Regions from separate parts of the Mus musculus genome. Here region 1 is linked to region 2. Evidence: chromatin contacts called from public HiChIP or PLAC-seq data. All regions are on one chromosome and are shown on one strand. Each heading gives the region's core, a stretch centred on a gene start, on an enhancer-like site or on the middle of the called end of the contact. The rest is flanking DNA. Distances are from core to core; before and after follow the strand shown. Region 1 overlaps Ppp1r3b (protein phosphatase 1, regulatory subunit 3B). Region 2 holds the start of Dctn6 (dynactin 6).

Region 1 (5,983 bases), core at 2,189-4,688, 1.3 Mb after region 2:
AACTCTGATTCTTAATGCCTTTCATTCTTCTCTGTGGTGTATTAGCATCCTGGCAGAAAAGCCAATGGATTAGCCTTCAAACTGTTGAATCCCATAGTCTTGTCTTTGTTGGTTTTACCCTTAGCTTCTTTTTCCATCCCCTCCCCCAGCCTCTCCCCCCTCCCCCCAGGTTATGCTCCCTTCCACACAGTCTTTGCAGAAACCTGGGTCCTGTGAGACCACAGGGGAGCAGAGAGCCCAGATGAAAGGCAACATTGTTTGCCTGTCCCTGCCAGAATGCGGGTTTAAGCATCTATCTGACCTCTTTGCTGTTTTCTCTCATCTCCCCTTTCCCAGACTGCTAGCCGGCTCGCCTAGCGTGATGGCTGTGGACATCCAATACAGCTACAGCAGTATGGCCCCTTCTTTACGCAGAGAGCGCTTCACCTTCAAGATCTCCCCCAAACTGAGCAAGCCCCTGAGGCCTTGTATCCAGCTGGGCAGCAAGGATGAAGCCAGTGGAATGGTGGCCCCCGCAGTGCAGGAGAAGAAGGTGAAGAAGCGGGTGTCCTTCGCCGACAACCAGGGGCTGGCCCTGACAATGGTGAAAGTGTTCTCGGAATTCGATGACCCACTAGATATTCCCTTTAACATCACCGAGCTCCTAGACAACATCGTGAGTCTGACGACAGCAGAGAGCGAGAGCTTTGTTTTGGATTTTCCGCAGCCTTCCGCAGATTACTTAGACTTCAGAAATCGCCTTCAGACCAACCACGTCTGCCTAGAAAACTGTGTGCTGAAGGATAAGGCCATCGCGGGCACCGTGAAGGTCCAGAACCTGGCCTTCGAGAAGGTTGTGAAGATCAGGATGACATTTGACACCTGGAAAAGCTTCACAGATTTCCCTTGTCAGTATGTGAAGGACACTTACGCTGGTTCAGACAGGGACACATTCTCCTTTGACATCAGCTTACCCGAGAAAATTCAGTCTTACGAAAGAATGGAGTTTGCCGTGTGCTACGAGTGTAACGGCCAGGCGTACTGGGACAGCAACAAAGGCAAAAACTACAGGATCACCCGGGCTGAACTCCGATCCTCTCCGGGAAAGATTGAGCCGTACAATGGACCAGATTTTGGAATCTCTTTTGACCAGTTTGGGAGCCCTCGGTGTTCCTTTGGCCTGTTTCCAGAGTGGCCTAGTTATCTGGGATATGAAAAGCTGGGGCCCTACTACTAGTGACTGCAGGTGACAGTCCGTGGCTCAGATCAAGATGGAGGCGAGAGAACGGAAGGCCAGAGGAAAGTTGAACTGCCACTAGGCGTGGTTTTTGAAAAGACAGGCTCCTGTTCACCTTTTTCTTAAACCAGCAAGTCCAGCGTGTTTCCATCACACCCGGTTTCTTGCTCAGAGGAGTGGAGCGGTGCTGATCCTCTGTGGCATCCGGGTTGGCCACAAGGGAATGCGCAGGATGGTGCCAGAAGGGTCTGGAGAGGAGCCAAGCTGGCAAGGACAGAGGAAGCTGGCCTCTCTTCCACACTTGGACTCTGAAAGTCACCCAGAAACCAATCTCCAGCCTTACCATTGACCTCGAGGTCCTGTCCCCGCTCATGGCTTTCCATGCGTCTCCTTCATTCCACGAGTACTCCGAAGGGAGCCACCTCAGTTCTGGGACACACTGGCCTGATTGATACCCAGCAGCCTCAGAAGAGGGCCGGGGGCGGGCGCTTTCTGTGCGAGCTCTTTCACTACACTTCCTCCCGCTACAGTCTATCCAGTGATCTGGACAAGAGAGACAAAGCAAATAAGTAGCTCGTGTCTGGGATAGGCATTCCCTCCCCCCTCTCTCCTCCTGACCCCTCCTTTATATTCCAGAAGAGAGCAACATATTAGTTACTAGAAAGTCATTGGTTCCCATGTGGGGTCACAGGGTACAGCACTGGGACAAGGTGGGACAGTCTGAACTTTTAGCTTTTCCTCTTGGATGTTGGGGGAGCTTTTGAAGCACCGTTTCACCCGGAGTTACCAGAAGAGGACTCAATGACAAGATGCATTTCCACTTGCCTGGCCGGTGTGTGTGAACTGTTTGTGTTTGAAGAGAGTCATAGCTCTCATGTCTCCTGGAGCCTCCACTTCAGTGCCTTGTCTGAGGCTTTCAAATAGCAAGACTGGCATCTCCTCGAGTCCTCCAGACTGTGCTTAGATATATATTCATATTCAGGATGCTTTATGAACCCCCAAGGACATTGATCGGGTGTTTTTATTTATGGTGTGTATTATAAAAAGATAGGGGAGAAAAACCTCACGTTTTTCTATGTTATTTTAAATGTTTGTCAACTCTGAGGTATCAGATGAAGTTTTCTTAACCATATTGGAGTGCAATGCGCTTTCATACGCTAGCGTGAGACTCCTGGAGTTCTTACCCTTGGGTGAACCCCCAAACCCTGTGATTTTTCTCTAGGGCAAATTAGAATTATAGGGGAGATTTTTTTAAATGCGAGTTTGTAGAATTAGGGGTGTTGTTTTGTTTTGGAAGTTTGATAAAAGATGCCTGTTTCATTTCCTTACTGAAGTGATGTTTCCCTGAGACAAGACAGAAAGGAGCAGAGTCTCATGGTTTCGGAGGTGGGGGCCACTGGACGTAGCCCTGTGCCCTCTGGCTTTATAAGTTAGCATCAGGCAGACATCAAATGTTTTTAATCCTAGCATGTGTGGTTTATTTTTTATCTTAACTTTTTCACTTTTGAAGATTCAAATGTTTTGACTTTTTAAATGTTATTTTCTATGATTTCTTATTCCTAAAACTGGTACTAGTCTGTAATCTGTGCTTTGTATATTGTGCCTCTCCCAGATGGGTGGCGATCTGGGATTGCATGCTGATTATCTGTGAGGAAATCATCTTTGTGCCATGAGGCTGAAGCTGGGGCCAGGAGTTTGTGTTTTATCTAAGCAGGCCATGTATCTCCTAGATGGGTGTACTTTAAATGTTCCGGATTTGTTGACCAGAGCAGCTAGGTTGAAATTGGATAGAAAGCAAAACTGCTCTCTATGGGTCATGCATTGTGTGTTAAGAAGGAAGGCAGCCAAGGGCACTGTTTCTTACATAGATGCAGACTAAAGATCATAAAATGGCTGGGGGCGGGGGCGAGGTACGGAATGGAATCTGTTCAGTGGTATGGATGATCTTCAGACATTCCGAGTCAAAATATAAAATATGGTAATTCCATGTTATATGTCCCTCCTAAAGCAGACATACCCTCACCCCCTTTTGCCCAGATTTGCCCCAGCTTTCTTGCTCACGAGCACTGCTTGAAAGCCCCCCAGCCAGCACACCTGGGGTGCACACCCACTGCTCAGCTCCAGGGGCATGTTGTGCCTTTGCCTGCTCACCAGGACCCTTCCCTTGAAGCAGTCCGTGGGCTGTGCTTGACTTCCTTATCAAGGCTGTCACTCAGAGACAGAAGAGTCTTCCTTCTGCTTTCTGCCTCCAATACAGCCCTCCTTCTTTTGACCCAGTCTGTCCCATGACTCTGAGATAGCCTCGGGAGCTGCATTTAGAAACTCTATGCATTGTTCAGAGTTCACCACTGTAGACAAATTTACGCAGCTCAGAAGACGACAGGCCCCTTGCTTGAAGATCCCACGGCAAGTTTGACCTGGAGGTCTGTCTTCATGCAGTTCTTGGCTAGGATGATGGATGGATCCTAATCCCCAGACATTGTGATCCAGGAAGGGAAGGCAACCCCATTCTTTGTTCCATATTTATTTCCCCAAATTCCCTGGGGTGCTTTGGCAAAATGGGTACAATAAATAAGCTAGACCATAAGACATGTTTCTTGTAAGAAGCCGTTTGAGTGTTGTAAGAATATTTTCTCTAGAAAGCTAGGAAGGCATAATGGAAGTCTGTAGTTCTGCAGAAACTAAAGCAACTTGAGTCAATGGTGGGAGTTATTTTATCCCTGAGATGTAAGCTTGGTGGCTCCTGATTCTGGGAAATCTGCACTCAGCCGCATCTCCTGGCATGATCACAGAAACTGCAGATAAGATGTTCCCGAAATTCTGGGATCTTACCTCTAACGGGATCGTCCAGAGTCACTCAAAGACATTTCTCTTGCTGAGGTTCTGTGAGATGCCTCCAGCTCCATCAGCAAAGCTGTGAGTGTTTCCACGGTTTTGCTGCAGTTCCCAGAGGCCCCTGGGGCACGTGGACTTCTAGAGTGCACACGTGATGATGTTACACTTTTGCTTTAATGTGAACATTCAACTGACGGGCTTGTCGTCATTGTATGCCTACATGTGCCTTGTTCAGAAACTTCTGCATGTTTGTAAGACATATTTTTGTATACATTGGTAGAGGGGAAATGCACTTTAAAAAAAATCACAAGAATGGATGTGTGTGTGTGTGTGTGTGTGTGTGTGTGTGTGTGTGTGTGTGTGTGTGTGTGTGTGGTGGAAGAGAATGATTTCTTTGTATCTCAAAAGCAAAAACGTAATAAATATAGAAAGAAAAGAAAATGAAAACTATTCCTTCTATTTTTAGCGTTGGAAGAAGGGGAAGCATATTTTAAGTCAATGATTTTTTTTTTCTATACATGTCTTTGTATTTTTTAAGGTACAGGTTGTATTCAGTGGATATGAAAAGCTGGAAGGCTTGCAGGGTGGGGAGGGGACCAGTGCTTTAAGCTATCTGGCAGTGAAGGCAGGTGATGGAGCCTTCACCTAGAACCAGAGAGGAGGGACAGAGGTGATTATTGTCCTCTATGGATCCTAGTCATCCAAGTTCCCGACTCTTGCTTCTTCCCTCCCTCTCGGAAGGTAGAGCAGACAAGCGTGTGGATTCAGACAGTCCTGGGTAAACTATCTATGGCGCTCTCAGCTTTGAACTTCTCCATCACAAAGACTCGGTAACCAGGAAAAGAAACCATCTGCTGGTGTGGCCTATCCTCCACCATTGAATGCAGATGTGTACCCTGCGTGAGATTTTCAGAAGTTCAAAAAAACAAAGGGACGCTACCCACCACCCCAACCCCTGGCCCTGATTATTTAAAGGCCAAGGTTTTTGCTATAGGCTCCGAGTCAATGAGGCAGAGCCTTGGCGTCCCTACACAGCTATCCCTTTGCTATGTTCCTACCCACAACCTCCCAGCAAGGCTCCTCCAGTTCCATCAACTTGTAGACCTAGCCTCCTGATCCCTGGCTATCCGAATCCTCTGGAAAGAAGCGACTGTGCCCAGGTTTCTGCAATGTAACGAACTGGAACCGGAAGAGCTCACTGACAGAACTGTGCGGTTCCATTCAACTCTGGTGCACTCATCCTGGCATTCGCCACATTAAAACAATTCCAGAACTTAAAAACAAAGCAAGCAAGCAAACAAAACAAACAAACAAAAACAAAAAAAGACCAAAAAACAAAAAAACAAAAAAAAAAGGAGAGGGAGGTTTGCAGGGGAAGGGGGAGTGGGAGGGGTGAAGTGTCTGCAGCCTGCAGCCTCCCCCTGGGAAAACCCAAGCAGCAGAGCTGTGGAATGGTAGCAGGAGCAAGAGTTGTGCAGTTAGTATGTAGATTCAGCCATGCGCTCCATCTATAGATCCTGTGGCTTGAATGTGAAATGTCTCTCAGACTGGTCTCAAGTTAGCCTTGCTATTTTGGGAGATGGTAGGAAATTTAAGAGGTGGGGCTTGGTTGGAGAATGTAAATCACAAGAGGGGAAGGGCGCCTTTGGGCACACCTCTTGCCTTGCATCTCTTCCTGTCTCCCTCTTTTTCTGCTGCCCTGAAGTAAACTACTTGGGACCCCCACATTAGTTCTGCTGTGATGTTCTGCCTCACCAAAGGACCGTAGCATTCGTTTCAACTGACCATGACCCAAACCAGGTCCCAAAATAAATCTTCCTTCCAAGTTACTCTCTCAGACATTTGTCACAGTGGTTTGAAACTGATACACTAGCTTTCTAAAAAAAAAAAAAAAAAAAAAAATCTAAACACTGCCCACAGTTGACCACTGTA
Region 2 (6,470 bases), core at 3,730-6,229:
CTAAGATAAATGTAAGCATGTTCACTGCATGCTTAGTGCATATCTGATGCCGAGCATCACTATATGTGTATAGGAAATACACACACACACACACACACACACACACACACACACACACACACACACTATGCATAAAGCAAGCCACTCTGTCGATAAACAGCAAATCATTCCAGCTTTTTTTCCCTAAAGATTTTCTCTATCACTTCTGAGGGAGTAGGTGTGAACATAACCAAAACATGTTCTATGAAATTCTCAAAGGATTAGTAAAACAATTTTTTAACCACTTCATAAGGCTGGGCACGGTAGCACATGCCTTTAATCCTAGCACATAGGAGGTAGGAGTTATATAGTGAGACTGTATGTTATAAATCTATCACAAAAAACTCTTTAATGGCATACCATTACAGATTTAATATTCTAGCTGTATAGTATCAGCTAGTGGTCAAATGCCAGACTGAAAGTGCATGTGGGGGCTGGAGAGATGGCTCAGTGATTAAGAACACTGGCTGTTCTTCCACAGGTTCAATTCCCAGCACCCACACGGCCGCTCACAGCTATTGATAACTCCAGTTGTAGGGAAGCTGGGAGCTCTCCTTTGCCCTCAGCTAGTACTATGCGCATTTGAAACACATAGATACATACATGCAGGCAAAAACACCCATACACGTGAAAAAAATGAAATTATTAAAATAATAAACTAAATACTATCTTTGCCTACATAATTCCAGCATGTAGGGAGGGGAGGAAGACAAGAAAGCCAGAGGAACAAGAGGGGTAGGTGCTAGAGCAGAGCCCTAGGCAGGGGCCATTGTGGGCTCTGAGTGTGAAAAGTCCTGTATGGGCTCGCTGGCAGCACTGTCTTACAGTCTGGGGAAATCTGTAAGAGGCTGAGCCTTGCCGTTCCTAGTCCTGGCCACTTTGTCTCCTGAGTGCAGATAAGGCAGTGTTATACCCTGAGGGGAGCTCTCACCCTCAGGCCTTTCCAGCTGCCACAGCCTGAATCCCTTTAAAGCTGTGATGAGCCCATCACAACCATTCTTCCCTTTTGTGTTCTGACAGTTTCCGCAAGCTTCTGTAAGGCCATTTCAAGTATACATCTGTGTGCTAATGCTGTGGGTATATCTATCCTCTCTATAGATGTACTATATAGCACATATCATAAACTACTTAAAATGAGAAAGAGGAAGGAACCCAAGGGAAGTGTTCCTAGTTAAGGGCACATATGACTTTAGTCTGCCTTTTCTTCTACTTACAGAACAGCTGTGAGCTTGTGTTCCTCCTGAGTGGTGATGAGAGCCACATACACTCTGCAGGTGGCGAGAAATGGAGGACACTGTGACATGCAGGAGAAATCATGGCTTGCGATCTCCTCATGCAAAGTTTGCAGTGAAGACAAAAGTTAAGAGCACAGAAAAGAACCAATCATCTTCCACATCCTGTCAGCTTATAGTCACTCAACAGGTCACGTTTTAAACGAAGTTCCGCCATAGTGGCATGGTCTTCACTGGTCTCGTAAGACAGGCCACTGGCTGGAAGCCTCGACTTATTCCAGGGAAAATGGCATTCTCCACATCCCCCCCATTGAAGAAACTATTGTCAGGCCTCATGATGCACACTTTAATCCCATACTCAGAAGCAGAGGCAGCTGGATCTTCGTGAGTTCGAGGCCAGCCAGGACTCCATACTGAGATCCTGTCTCAAGACCCAAAACCAAACCAAACCAAACCAAGAAACCATTGGTATGTGGGAATAGAAGTGCTGCTGTGTCTGTGCAGGTGACAGGCAGCTGTGACTAAGGATGAGTGCCCATCAGTTAAATCTGCAGGGGCACAGTGCTCAGGAAACAGATCTTACAAACAGGACTGGGTAGTAGATGAGGCACCGGGGACTCGCATGTAAGTTACCCACCATGTGCAGGCTGGTTTCGTCTTGGTGATGGAACTACTGGCCAGACTACACGGTGAGAGCTGAGGGTACTAACTGCAAACTTTCTTGCTCTCACTTCACACTCCCATTCTGCCTGCGATACAACTACTAACTGTCACTCTCCTCTCCTTGCCGGGGAACCCTGACGTCATGGGGACCAGTGTAGCGGCTCCAGCATCAGCTACCTTGTTATGAGACACATGGGTGAATGGCTGTGTGGAATGTTCAGGAAAGCTCTTTAAAACAAGCTAACTCAAGTTGGGTGGTGGTGGCTCAAGCCTTTAGTCCGAGGAGGCAGAAGCAGAGGCAGGTAAATCTTTGGTTCAAGGCCAGCCTGGTCTACAGAGTGAGTTCCAGGACAGCCAGGGCTACACAGAGGAACCCTGTCTCAAAAAACAAATAAATGCTGGGCAGTGGTGGCACACGCCTTTAATCCCAGCACTTGGGAGGCAGAGGCAGGTGGATTTCTGAGTTCGAGCCCAGCCTGGTCTACAGAATTCCAGGACATCCAGGGCTACACAGAGAAATCCTGTCTCGAAAAACTCAAAACAAAACAAATAACAACAAAACCAATAAAAATTGTAAGCCTCAGCGTAACAGACACAAACAACTGGACTGAAAGGAGAAGCGCTAAAGTTGGTTACCCAGCATTAGCTCTCGAGAAACATCAACCATTTTCTTACCTATGGTTACATCTCCTCTGATTTCGCTTTCTACACACACTACTGCTCCGGGAGCAATCTTCACACTGTAGGAAGAAAGAGAACACTCATCCTGAGTAACACTGAAAGTATGGACGGTGGGTGAGAGGGCTCCATGGATAAAGCCCTGCTGTGTTAAGCCCAGTGACCCATTCAGAGCCTTGGAACCCATGGAAATAAAATTAAAATGTAAATATGTTACAGAAGGTATGCTGGGGCCAGCCAGATGGCTCAGTGGAGAAAGGGGCTGATAAAGGAAGGTGCTTGCTGCCAAGTCTGCCCACCTGAGTTCAATCCCTGGGTCTTACACGGTGGAAGGAGAGAATCAATTTCCATAAGTGTCCATAAGTATCCATAAGTATACTACTGCATGTGTGTACTCTCACGCATATAAACACATTCAATTATCCATCAATCAATCAATGTGAAGGGATTCCTTTTCTGTTGTGGAAATGAAACACCGTAACCAGAGCAATTTGTAGAAGGCAACAATTTATTGTGGCTTAAGATTCCAGAGGGATAAGAGTCCATCATTGTGAGGAGCCAGGCAGCAGGTGGCAGAAAACCAGGAAGCTGAGACACCACAGCTTGAAACACACATGCATGTGCAAGCAAGAACAAACATACACACACATACACATGCACTCACAAGTGCGAGTGTGCATGAGCATCTTTCTAAACAGCACCATCAACTGGGGTCTAAGTACTCAAACACATGAGCCTATAGGAGACTGTGTCATTCACACCACCAAAAAATAATATGAAAAAAAGTTTTTAATACAGCTATGCTGACTCTGTAGCTAAGAAAAAGGTTTTAAGAGATTCATGGAAAAATAGCAAGTCAGTGGTAAGAATGTTTAATGTATTATGAACTTCTTAAGTGGCACACAGCCTATTAGGCCAAAATCACATATACTTTTAAATGCTTAACAAAACAGCTTTGGATTTTATTTCTTAACAGTATTCTAACTGTTCTGTCTTGCTTTCTGTCGCTGTGATAAAGACCATGACCAAATGCAGCGTGGGGAGGAGACGGTTTATTCGCCTTACACTTCCTGCTCACCATGCCCAGGGAGCTCAGGGCAGGAACTATGACTGCTTACTGGCCCACTTGCTAAGTAGCTTTCTTAAATGGCCCAGGCCTACCCGACTGGAGATGGCTCTGCCCACAGTGGGATGGGCCTTCCCATCTCAATCACAGATCAAGACACTCACCCCGACATGGACGATCCTTCAATTGAGGTTCCCTCTTCCCAGATGACTCTAAGTTGTTTCAAGCTGACAGTTAGAACTCATCAGGACACTAACCCTAGAATTTCTACAGACCATCAAATGATAATGCATACCACAAAGTTCTTAGAGCAAAGTTTATTCCTGGGGCGTCACTGTTCTGACACCAGTATTCTCGATTCTGAGCCGAAAGTTGCCCAGAAACACCCTGTCTCTCTAGATCTTTGTCCTGTGATAACTGAATGCTTGCTTCCGGGGCGATCCACGCCCTCTTCTGGCTTGAGAGACAACATTCACACGCACACACCTTAACACCGATACATGCATATACATACAGCTGTATATGTATATGTATATCTCAAGACATTAATCCCAGGACAAAGGAGGCAACGGCAAATGAATCCCTATGCTTTTCTGTTATCCATGCGGTCTCTTTCCACCAACGGCTCTCACTGGTGAAGACTGTGACAGGAAAAGCCATAGTTGCCGGCCCTGGGCTCTCAGGCACTGACATAAGGATGACAGCATCAGTGTCTTCTTCCAGGCCTCCCTCTTCCTGATCAGAGGCAGGGCCGACGGTGCAGCCACCGCTGAGCAGCCTTCTCGCCCGCACAACCTCCCTCAGCCTCCCTGAGTCCCCCACGCAGCCCCAATGGAGTCTGCGCAGGCGTGCTGGGATGGGTGGGGGTCACGGAACAAACCCTCTCCGCCCCCACACCCCACGGACGCCAGGTATGGGATTATGGAGCCATCCACCTATACACCGTCTCAGTGCCCCCACGCCGCGACCAGAAACGGGTTCTGCCCCTGCGGAGGTGTTAACACGTACCTCTTTTGCGTCTTCTCCGCCATCGTCAAGCCCGGGTCTCAGGAAGAGCTGAGATCGATTTTTGCAGCCTGGCTAGAGCGATGATCTCTGCATGGGATTGCAGAGCCTGGCACGGCCTGGGAGAGGCGGGGCCTGAGAGACCCGCCTTCTGCTTTCCAGGTTCGCGCTTGCGTGCTGAGGATGGTTTGCTTTTCGGGGTTGGCTTGGCTTGCTTCGCTTCTGCCTCCTGGAAAGTCGTTTTTTCCACTTGACAGTGTTTACCAAGTCTATCCTAACCCCATCAGCCCTGATCCTTATCGTTAAGTTCACTCTACGTTTAACTTCCTCCCTAAGCCTGTCAAAATCTCTTTTGAACATCAAATCCAGTTTTTAAACGTCTCTTTACAAGCGCGCGCGTGCGCGCGTATGCGTGTGTATGTGTGTGTGCTTGGCTCTTCTGAGGCTTTGTCATCTCACGCTATTAAACTTTGAAGAAACCAAGCTGTCTTTCCATCTCCCAACTACTGCTACGTAGGACCCAGGTGGCATAATAAGGATTCATTCTGAGAAGCAAAACCAGCAGGAGATATGAATTACGAGGGTTTTGTTAGGAATTAGTTAGGGATCTGCTGTGCAAGTTCGAAACCCGTAGATCAAGCTGGGACTTTTTCATTTGGAAGGCCAAGCTGCTACCCACAGGTGGAATTTCTTCTTTTCAGGGGGGAAGTTTCAGTGTTGCTCTGAACCCTTTAAACTGATTGAATCTGGCCCACTCCTGGTTATCCGGGACAATCTGTTTCTTAATTAAGCAATTTCTAGTCACACCAAGAAATATCTTAAAGGGGGTGTGTTGGGGCTGTTGGCTCAGTTGGTACAGTGCTTGCTTAGCATGCATGAAGTCCAGAGTTCATTCCAGAGAGTCACACGAAACTGGCCATGGCAGAACCCACCCATAAACCCAGCCCAGGAAGGATCACAAATTCAAGGTCACCCTTGGTTACTCAGAGTTATGGCTCCTGCCATTTTCCTGGTTTTTATAGTGGTTGTTGTATTGTTTTAACAGTTTTTCTAGTGTGGTTTATTCTTTTTTATGATTTCTCAGAGGGACTTGTTTCTCTCTTCAATCTGAAAGATTCCTTCAGGTCTTCTGTAGACCTGGCTTAGTGGTAATGTGTTCTTTGAGTCTGGTTTTGTTTGTTTGTTTGTTTGTTTGTTTTTGGTTTTTGAGACAGGGTTTCTCTGTATAGCCCTGGCTATCCTGGAACTAACTCTGTAGACCAGGCTGGTCTCGAACTCAGAAATCTACCTGTCTCTGCCTCCGGAGTGCTGGGATCAAAGGCGTGCGCCACCACTGCCCAGCTTTGAGTCTGTTTTTGCAGTAGAAAGTGTTTATTTTTCCTTTAGCTAGAACACGTAGGTTTAGTGGGTGCAGTACCAGAGTACTTTCAGACTTTGAAATACATCATTGTGAGCTCTTGCAAGACGTTTAAAGTTTCAGCTGAACAGCCTACCTTCATTCAGAGGGACACACCTGTTCAGGTGATGTGGTGTGGTGATGCTCTCTTGCACTTTAAATACACTTTTTTTTTTCTTTTATGGTCCTCCATGTTAGTGTTTTAAATACAGTATGACAGGGGAGGTTCTTTTCTGGTCTTCCTGTCTAGTGCTTCCTGTATCTACTTCCTCAATCTCCCTAAACCTGTGGGGGCCTTTCCTGTCACAATTCTTTTGAAACTGTGTTCTAAGCCTTTAGGATAAGATTCTTCACTTCATATGTCTGTAGCCCACAGAGTTTGTCTTAGACT

The links. HiChIP or PLAC-seq counts read pairs in DNA pulled down with a chosen protein or histone mark.
Region 1: an H3K4me3 HiChIP or PLAC-seq map of bone marrow-derived macrophages shows a contact between it and region 2, with 4 times the contacts expected there. The contact joins the enhancer-like site here to the promoter of Dctn6 in region 2. A contact is called at or near these places in 3 of 39 promoter capture datasets (embryonic stem cells, liver and neutrophils), 6 of 115 datasets of contacts at active chromatin or transcription factors (bone marrow-derived macrophages, embryonic hindbrain, embryonic stem cells and 3 more) and 2 of 9 other capture datasets (adipose tissue and liver).

Annotation. Positions count from the first base shown.
Region 1 is chr8:35,383,648-35,389,630 of GRCm38.p6, forward strand. It overlaps Ppp1r3b (protein phosphatase 1, regulatory subunit 3B), which reads left to right. Exons shown (of 2, transcript NM_001364452.1): 2 at 337-4,492. The coding sequence starts at 362. The coding sequence ends at 1,216. Among named protein-coding and RNA genes, the nearest start is that of Ppp1r3b, 10 kb to the left of the region's middle. Within about 2 kb of position 3,439, at least 10 of the 459 cell types and tissues checked have an H3K27ac peak or open chromatin away from gene starts, as enhancers often do. A contact at or near this core is called in bone marrow-derived macrophages and microglia, where this site is marked.
Region 2 is chr8:34,103,733-34,110,202 of GRCm38.p6, forward strand. Dctn6 (dynactin 6) reads right to left here and starts at 4,980. Exons shown (of 7, transcript NM_011722.4): 1 at 4,687-4,980; 2 at 2,610-2,674. The coding sequence starts at 4,709. It also overlaps a transcript of Mboat4 not described here.